Regions from separate parts of the Mus musculus genome. Here region 2 is linked to region 1. The links are chromatin contacts, called in public HiChIP or PLAC-seq maps. All regions are on one chromosome and are shown on one strand. The core of a region is the stretch at or near the end of the contact, and the rest is flanking DNA. Distances in the headings are between cores, read along the strand shown.

Region 1 (4,221 bases), core at 945-3,444:
AATCCTAGCACAGGGGAAGCAGGTGGAGTCTCTGTGAGTTTGAGGCCAGATGCTTACACAGTGAGTTCCAGGTCATTCAGGGTTACATAGTGAGATCCTGACAAAACAATACAAAATAACAAAGGCCTGTAGTAGTCAATGACAGGAGGAGCCTCTACCTGAGCTGCTGAGGTGTTCCAACAGAACTGGACTGGTCTTTGAGGATGCATGTTTGTCAAAAGGCCACTTCTCTGTGTGAGACGGGGCCTCATTTTGGAACTTAGGCTGGCTTCAAAATCTTGGCAATCTTCCTGCTTCCTTTCAAGTCTTAGGATTATAGATGTATGCCATATGCACAGTTAATAAGGTCATGCTTGATCACGCTTCCATCATATGCAAAGATAAAAGATAGGATTATAGGATAGAAATAGCATATGCTGAAAGCCTATTTATTTTATCTAGAGCCTATTTTATCTAGAGCAGTGGTTTTCAACTGGGGGGTGATTTTTGCTCCATGGGGAACATTTAGCAATGTCTGGAGATGCTTCTTGGATGTCATAAATGGGAAGAAAGAGTATTGTTATTGGGATTCAGTGTTTAGAGAGGTTATTAAACATTCTTTGATGCAGTGGACAGCTCCTTATAACCAAATTATCTGGTCCAAAGTGTTAGTAGGACTGAAACTGAGAGGCCCAGGGTAGAGCAGAGAAAGTCAGAAGTGGGAGAGACTAGGGCTTTGTAATGTCACACTTCCCAGAAGGGAGCTTGGGACAAAGGGTACCTGGAGGGAATGTGGGTGCTTAGAAAACATGGTGCTGAGAAAGGAATCTGGGCAGGGCCTGAGTGTGGGGAATGGAGTGTGTAGAGGGAAAAGGTAGATGGGATGGAATGGCAGCCTAGTGAGATGTGTCCCTGGTTTGAGATGCAGTTTACGTCTGAAAGGGAAGACTCATTGCCTGGGACAGTATCAGTTACCTTCCTGCCTGGCCCCAACCCTTTGTAGGCTGGAGCCCCCTGGATATGTTTCTTCGTTCTTTGCTGGCAGAACCCATTTTCTTAGCTGGTCTACTGGGCTTTCTCCTAGAAAACACTATATCTGGTAAGTTGAGACCAGGTCCCAGGGGAGTGGCTAGGTAGTCACTACTCCCTAGGTTGGGCAGGGCAGTGACCTTTACTTATTTTTCACTTAAAAAAAAAACCTTAATTTTCATTTTAAATTATGCATATGTGTGTATGTGTGTCTTTGGATATTTGCATTCATAAAATGTAGAGATCAGTGATGGTAGATCCTCCCAGACCTGGAGATTCGGGCAGTTGTGAGCCATCCGGCATGGGTGCTGGGACTTGGAACTTGGGTCCTCTGTAAGAGCAGTACCAGCTCCTAAGAGCTATCTCTCCATCCTGATCACCCCTCTTTTACAGGTACACGGGCTGAGAGAGGCTTAGGTCAGAGGCTGCCAACTTCTTTCACTGCCCAAGAAATTCAAATGCTTCAGCAATCCAGGAGGAAAGCTGCTCAAGAGTATGGGCTTCCTTTACCCATCAGAAACCTGTGTTCCTGCATCCCACAGCCTCTCCACTGCCTCTGTCCAATGCCTGAAGACTCTGGGGATGAAGGAGGATCCTCTAAAACAGGAGAGAGAGCCGACTTGTTGCCTAACTCTGGGGAATCGTACTCCACAGCTAGCAGAGAAGGGGTTAGGTCCCAGTAATCATCAAGACCACCATTTTTGTCTTAGTTTAGCAGTAACTGCCACCTTGCTGGAGTCTGTATACTTTGTCCCAGTGGAGGTGGATGTGGCCCACTTGCAAAATGGGCTGCCTTTCCTCCTCTTAAGACTTGAGCAGAGGCCATGGTTTAGCGGGTTGGAACTGAATAAATGAGATTTCTGCCTGTAAACTGTCAAGGCTTCTTGAATGAACTCTAGCATTCAAATATTTACTCTTTGCCATGAGCAAGGTCCTACATCCACGGATATGAATACGACAGGGTCCCTGCCCTCTCCCTGCATTTAAGATTTAAATAAGTAACTAAAATGTAAAGCAGATAAAAAAAAGATGAAGAGGCAAGAGAGAAGTAGTATTTCGTTTCAACTTAGGGCAACAGGAAAGGAATTAGGAAAGCAGCAGAGTTGCGAGTGGCGTTAACAAGTGAGGTTCGGGCCCCGCCCACCAGGGCCCTGGCTCCGCCCACACCCAAGACCCCGCCTTCCTGAGTGTGTTGTGTGTGGGGGGGTGGCCTCTCAGTTTGCGCACCAGGACAGGCCCGCCTTGAGGAGGGTGGGAGTTCCCGCAGCCGTTGACGGTAGGTGGGGTTGGTTTCGTGTCGGCGCCGAGATCTGGGTCTGTCCGGACGCCGAAAAGCAAAGATAAACTCGTGCAGTGGCCCCTGACCCGGGCGCTTTTTCCCAGAAGGGACCGCGCGCAGCCCGACTTTGGACCTCCCGGAGTGGGCGGACCTGCGCACGCGCAGTCCGTTTTCGGCCTCTGCCTTTTAGTGTGTCGTGTGAAGCCCCTCCTTAGCAGGCTTCGTGTTTGGCCCGCTGGGATGAATTAGTTTTGTTCCCCTTTGGGGCCCTGAGCCGTAACTGTGTGCAGCGGATGCTGTAAAAATGAGAGGCGGGCGACAAAGTTCTAGCGGGGGTTGGGGGGGCAGATGGACGCCTAGGGCGCTCGAGGGCGGGGCGTGTGACCTTTGGCGGCAGGGCCTAAGGTTTGCCCTCTTTGGTGGCACAGGGCGTGGGCTCGACAGATGGTCTGTAGGACCTTACTGCCCCCTGCAGGGTATTTTAGGAACTATCCCTGGGAGAGGAACCCGAGTGGTAGAATGTCGTGCAACTTCACAGTCTCTCCTTTAAAAGACAAATTAAACCCGCGAGGTTGGTTAACGTGATCATGGAAGACCAATTTGCGGAGTGTGGGGCGGGGAGTCAAACCCCAGAGGACTTAGATTCCTTCTCCCTCCATGCTGTGAACAGTCTCAGGCCCCAGTCCGTTCTACCACTTTGTTTTGTTTTGAAAGTCTCTTGCTATGTTGTCCAGGTTGGCTTCCAAATCAAGATCCTCCTGCCTCAGCCTCCTGTGTGCTAGGATTACAGGCATGCCCCATCATGCCTGACTCACTGAGTTATACTTACCTCAAGACCAGGCTGAGTGGTAGGAGCAGCCAGACTGGATGTTTAGACATTTTTATAGGGCCAGCTGTCCCTGGCCACATTAAAACAGCTTCCTCCCATTCAGACAAAACCATCGACTTGTGGGTTTTGACCTTCGGAACCAGTTAGGCCAATAAGCTCAATTTTGGTGAGTTTCAGAGTGCATGCCAGGATGTGCCTATAAGGGAAATTAGAGGGTTTGGCAACTTCATTTGTATGTCTAATCTTTCCCAGTGTAAACTCTTGCCCAGTGAAGACTCTTTAATCATTCTGAGACCAGTTTATCCTGTTGGAACAGCCCAGGATACAAATAACCATCTCCACACACAGCGTTTCAAGGTGGCTGCAAATAACCACCATATATGTAGTCCTGTGTCACTTGAAATGGCCAGATGTTTTTTGACAACTGTGTTGTTAGGCAATTTTAGCCCATATAGATATCACACAATGCATGTACTTGAACCAAGATGGCAGTAATATCACTAGGCTCTATGCTCTCTCGGGGTCCCTGTCATGTATGTAGTCTTTCTGAGATATACATTTGTATTCCACGTGTTAATTGTAGTGCAAACTAGTGAGTGACATGAGACAAGTGGTTTGAAAGCTAGGAAGATGACGGCTTAGACCAAGCTGAAATGACTGTTACTCAGATTTAAACAGAAATTCTATTATTTTCTTTGTAGTCTAAGCATTTACCTCTTGGCACTTCCTTTCCTTTTGTTATTTATGGATGGAAATAATGAAATTATATGACTTTTTGTATCCACAGGAAAAGTAAATTCTGTCAAGATTTAGTTGCTATATATTCAACTAGGCTGAGGATACAGCTTTCATCTGGTTGTTGGGAAATGAATTTAGGACCTTTGCTCCCTCCGATCAGCCCTGCTGGCTCAGTCCCTGATGGCTCCAGCCTAAATATTTTTCTTCTTATTATAAATAAGCTGTCTTCAGATACACCAGAAGGGGGTGTCAGATCTCATTGAGGGTGGTTGTGAGCCACCATGTGGTTGCTGGGATTTGAACTCAGAACTTTTGGAAGATCAATCAGTGCTCTTACCCGCTGAGCCATCTTGCCAGCCCAGATATA
Region 2 (4,221 bases), core at 989-3,488, 85 kb after region 1:
CTGATGCCCTCTTCTGATATGTGTGAAGACAGCTACAGTGTATTCATATACATTAAATAAATAAATAAATAAATAAATCTAAGAAAGAAAGAGAGAGAGAGAGAGAGAGAGAGAGAGAGAGAGAGAGAGAGAGAGAGATCAGATAGTTGGCTCAGTGGGTAAAAGCACTTGCTGTCACACCTGATGATCTGCATTCAAACCCAGGATTCACATGATTGTAGGAGAGTACCAACTCCTGCAAACTGTCCTGTGACACACACACACACACACACACACACACACACACACACACACACACACACAGAGAGTTAAAAAAAAAACAAATAAATTAAAAAATACCAGAAGGCTACAGCTTCCTGTCTTTCAAGTCTTTTTCTTTTTCTTTTTCTTTTTTTTTTAAACTTTGTGAGTCTTGGCTGTGTTCCACTCAGCTCTCAGAGGACCAGAATTATTAGAGCACTTGGTTCCAAAACATAGCACCTGAGTTAGGTGTGTGGCTCATGGCTATAACATCCTAGTCATAAGGAGGCTGAGGCAGGAAGATTACCATGAGCTTTAGGCCACCCTGGTCAGTGAGTACCAAGCAGCTTACATAGTAAGACTCTGTAAAACAAAATGTGGTGTGTGTGTGTGTGTGTGTCTGTATCTGTTTGTTGGTATGGGGTATGTGTGTCTGTGTGTTTGTATGGTGTGTGTGTGTGTGTCTCTCTGTGTGTCTGTGTTTGTATGGGGTGTATGTCTGTATGGTGTATGTGTGTATCTGTTTGTTTGTATGGGGGGGTATGTGTGTCTGTCTGTATGGTGTATGTCTGTCTGTCTGGTGTGTGTATGTGTGTGTGTGTGTCTGTGTGGTGTGTGTGTGTCTGTGGTGTGTGTGTGTGTCTATTTGTATGGGGTGTGTGCCTGTTTGTGTGGGGTATGTGTATATCTGTGTGTCTGTATGGGGTGTGTGTGTGTTTGTAGTGTAGTTCAGAGCACTTGTGGGAATCAGCCTTCTTCTACCATGTGTGTTCTGAGGATCAAGGCCATCAGGGTTGGTGGCCTTTTGCTCTCTGAGCTATCCCTCCAGTCTCAGATTTCTATTTTGAAGATAAGGAAACTGAGCTGCAGCAGTAAGTGGCTGAAGTCTGTATGCTCTGTTGAGGGGAGCTTGGGTAATGAGAATTCTTGGGACCTCTAGGGCGCCTGTACTATCTTCAGAATGTCTCATGTAGCTGCTAGAACTGAAAGGTTTGTACTGGGACTGTAGAGCTACAGTATCTTTTCAGTTACTATGCTTGCCTGGGGTCCTATAAACAGGACATAAAAGGGTCAGGAGGTCATCCAAGACTGGATTGAAAGGATGTGCCATCAAAATAAGCAACATGGAATAGAAAATAAACAAACCAGGGAGACAGTTGGGATGAACAGGCAAGGAGGCCAGGCCAGTGTCAGAGGGCCATGCGGTCAGTGCCTGGGGCTACTTCTATTCCCATTGGAAATCCTGCTAGGCAAGAGGCCATGGACACATACAGTACAGGGCCAGGAGGGCATAGAGAGTTCTAGGATGCTAAAGTTAGAGAAGATATTTAACCATTAGACAGGGGTACTTCCTCATATTTGATGTTTTTGCTTTACTTCTTCCCTTAAGAAACTCTGACTTAGCCAGGTGCACACCTTTAGTTAGCCCTAGTACTCAGGAGGTAGAAGAAGCAGGCAGATCTCTGCAAATTCAAGGCCAACCTGGTCTTCATGGCAAGTTCCAGGCCAGATAGGACTACATAGAGACCCTGTCTCAAACAAACAAAATACAATAAGATAAAGAACCTCTAACTTTTCATTTTCAGAGAACATATGGACACCAATTGCTAGTGACCCAACTAAGGGGGAAATTTGCTATGTAGAACAGCTTGATCTTGAACTCTTGGAGATCTACCTGCTTCTGCCTGACGTAACAGGGGCTGGGGCTAAAGTGCTGAGAGGCATCTTTAAGTGTGGGAGAGAAGCTGAGGAATTGGGGACTGTTACACATGGCAGGATAACTGTGTTACGGATGAGCACAGGCTGGTGAAGCCCCTTACAGCTGTTCTGTTGGAGGAGTTCCTTTCCCTGGCCCTGCCCATGCCTTTCTTTCCCCATCTGGTTGCTATCAGGCTGTGTGGCTGCTGGCGGGCTCTTTATTTATTTATCCCAGTGTAATAGGGTGAGGAGGGAGCTGGCCTGAGGTTGGCTTTCTGAGGCCATGCCACTGAGCCACAGGCGGTTAGCATGGGTGTGTGAGTCACTGGGGCTGCATGCTGCTCAAACCAGACTCGGACAGGCTCAGCGACAGCAGGCAGCCCAAAATAGAGCCCCGCCCTCTGCAGCTGGCAACCTCTGGCTAGGAATCAGCCCTTTACACCAAAACCTGGGCAACTGCACGTTGTTGGCTTTCTCTGGGTGGGGGCCCTTACAGAGATAGGGATTTTGTAGCTCTCTTCTCAGACATTACACAAGGATAGCCAACACATCAACATCTCCCGTTGCTGTACTTTGAATGTCTCGGGACACTTAGATAATCTCCTTGGTGTGATATACTAGCTAAGAAGTTTGATATTTGACATTGATCTGACTCAGTATCCTAAATGTAGCCGTAGCTGTAGTCTAGTTGCAGCATTCTAGAGCATTACTTGACATTAAAAAGCTACCCACTGCTGCTCTTCCTAAGCTTGAGTTTATGTCAGAAGCACTGGGTAGACCTGGGGAGACTCAGGAGCAACCTGAAAACTGCTCTCCTGTTACATGCATCTACAGGGGGTTTCCTTGTTTTCTCTGGATGGGTCTCCTTTTTTTAAAAAACAAAAACAAACAAACAAACAAACAAAAAAACAACAACCAAAAAACCTTGTGTCAGGAATGTTCATGGTACCCAGGATCAGATCCAAGATCTTATTTATTTTCCCTTCCTCTGGGTTGTCTCATTGAGAGCCTAGTCCCAACAGCACTGTAAACCACTGAGAGCTAGTTTTAGAGCACCATGTCATATAGACCCATGCTTTTTTTCTGCATCCTTGATATTTCCACATGGATATCTATCTTACTGGTAGGTATCAGTGCCTCTAATGCATGCTCCACATGAATTAGTTACTTCTTTCTTTAAACCCGTTCTTTATTTGTATTCTTTGCCTTGGTAGATTAAACCATCATCCATCGGTTCCCTAAACCAGAAACTGAGGTTTCACCTGCATTGCTGCTTTCTTCTTGGTTTTCATTTCCAATTATGACTCACCAACCACCATGGAGTCTGTTCTTTAGTCTAGCTTTTGTTGCCTTAGATAAGCTGATACCCTTTTGGCTTGATGCTGCAACTGCCCTCTTACCTGCCTTCCCATCATCCTCTTTCTGCTTCCCAGTTAAATTTACATTTATCAGAATAGTCTCTTTGAAAAAGAGACATGATTGTCTTGCTTTCTTGCTTATAGTCCTTTAGTGGTTCTTATAGTGGCATGTAGGGTAAAGTCCAAATTCCTTGTATGCTATTAAGACTGGACCTATTTACCTCTTCATCTTGATCCTCCATCATGGTGCCCTGAACTTATACACCTAAAGTGTTATAGCTTCCTGCTTGGACACATCTCATTCATTTGTCTGGTATTGTTTTCTGTATTATCCCTTTGTGGGCCCTGATCTTTCCTTCCTTCAGCTAGCTCTTCTTTCAGACATAACAGACCATGGTGTTATTCCTATAACCTTCTCCAGACTGTTTGTCATATGGAATGATCCAGATATCAAGAAAAGAGGCAGGGAAAATTGAGTTGGCCAACCCTTCTCCATTTAGATTTTTCCTATATGGTGCTTGGAAAGTCCTTTTCCTCACTTTTTTCCTTTTGAGATAGTCGCCCTCAGAGGCCAAATTGGCCTCAAACTCATGAACCTCCCCTAGACTCCCAAGAGTTGGAATTACATGGATGTGCCAAGGTGCCGCAGTTTTTCTTAGTATGGTTTCTACAGCACAACCCGTCCTCTCTTTCCCACAACATCACTGTTTGATTCTTCTCACAAGCTTGTGCTGCTGCATGGCTGAATTGTGGGACTGCCCTCAGAGTCAGTCCATGGTCTTATCTCCCCTCACTGTCATTCATCTCAGCTAGCCCAGCAAGCCCAGCAGGCCCAGCAGGCCACTGACAGCCTGGAGTGCTGGTACATGGTATAGTCTGAACACTCAGAAGGCTAAGGTAGGAGGGTGATGGAGTTTGAAGTCAT

What was found. HiChIP or PLAC-seq counts read pairs in DNA pulled down with a chosen protein or histone mark.
Region 2: a contact with region 1 is called in an H3K4me3 HiChIP or PLAC-seq map of craniofacial prominence, with 4 times the contacts expected there. The contact joins the enhancer-like site here to the promoter of Nhej1 in region 1. A contact is called at or near these places in 10 of 39 promoter capture datasets (the HPC-7 cell line, cranial neural crest, embryonic stem cells and 6 more), 1 of 15 datasets of contacts at CTCF or cohesin (large pre-B cells), 4 of 484 Hi-C or Micro-C datasets (embryonic fibroblasts and embryonic stem cells), 21 of 115 datasets of contacts at active chromatin or transcription factors (the 230-238 cell line, bone marrow-derived macrophages, craniofacial prominence and 14 more) and 3 of 9 other capture datasets (adipose tissue, liver and pancreatic islet).

Annotation. Positions count from the first base shown.
Region 1 is chr1:75,123,199-75,127,419 of GRCm38.p6, reverse strand. It overlaps Nhej1 (non-homologous end joining factor 1), which reads left to right and starts at 2,194. Exons shown (of 9, transcript NM_029342.4): 1 at 2,194-2,284. It overlaps Slc23a3 (solute carrier family 23 (nucleobase transporters), member 3), which reads left to right. Exons shown (of 12, transcript NM_194333.3): 11 at 983-1,078; 12 at 1,402-1,879. The coding sequence ends at 1,691.
Region 2 is chr1:75,038,613-75,042,833 of GRCm38.p6, reverse strand. The region is part of intron 6 of Nhej1 (non-homologous end joining factor 1); the gene reads left to right. Among named protein-coding and RNA genes, the nearest start is that of Nhej1, 85 kb to the left of the region's middle. Within about 2 kb of position 2,238, at least 42 of the 459 cell types and tissues checked have an H3K27ac peak or open chromatin away from gene starts, as enhancers often do. A contact at or near this core is called in craniofacial prominence, embryonic limb bud, pancreatic cancer cells and 1 more, where this site is marked.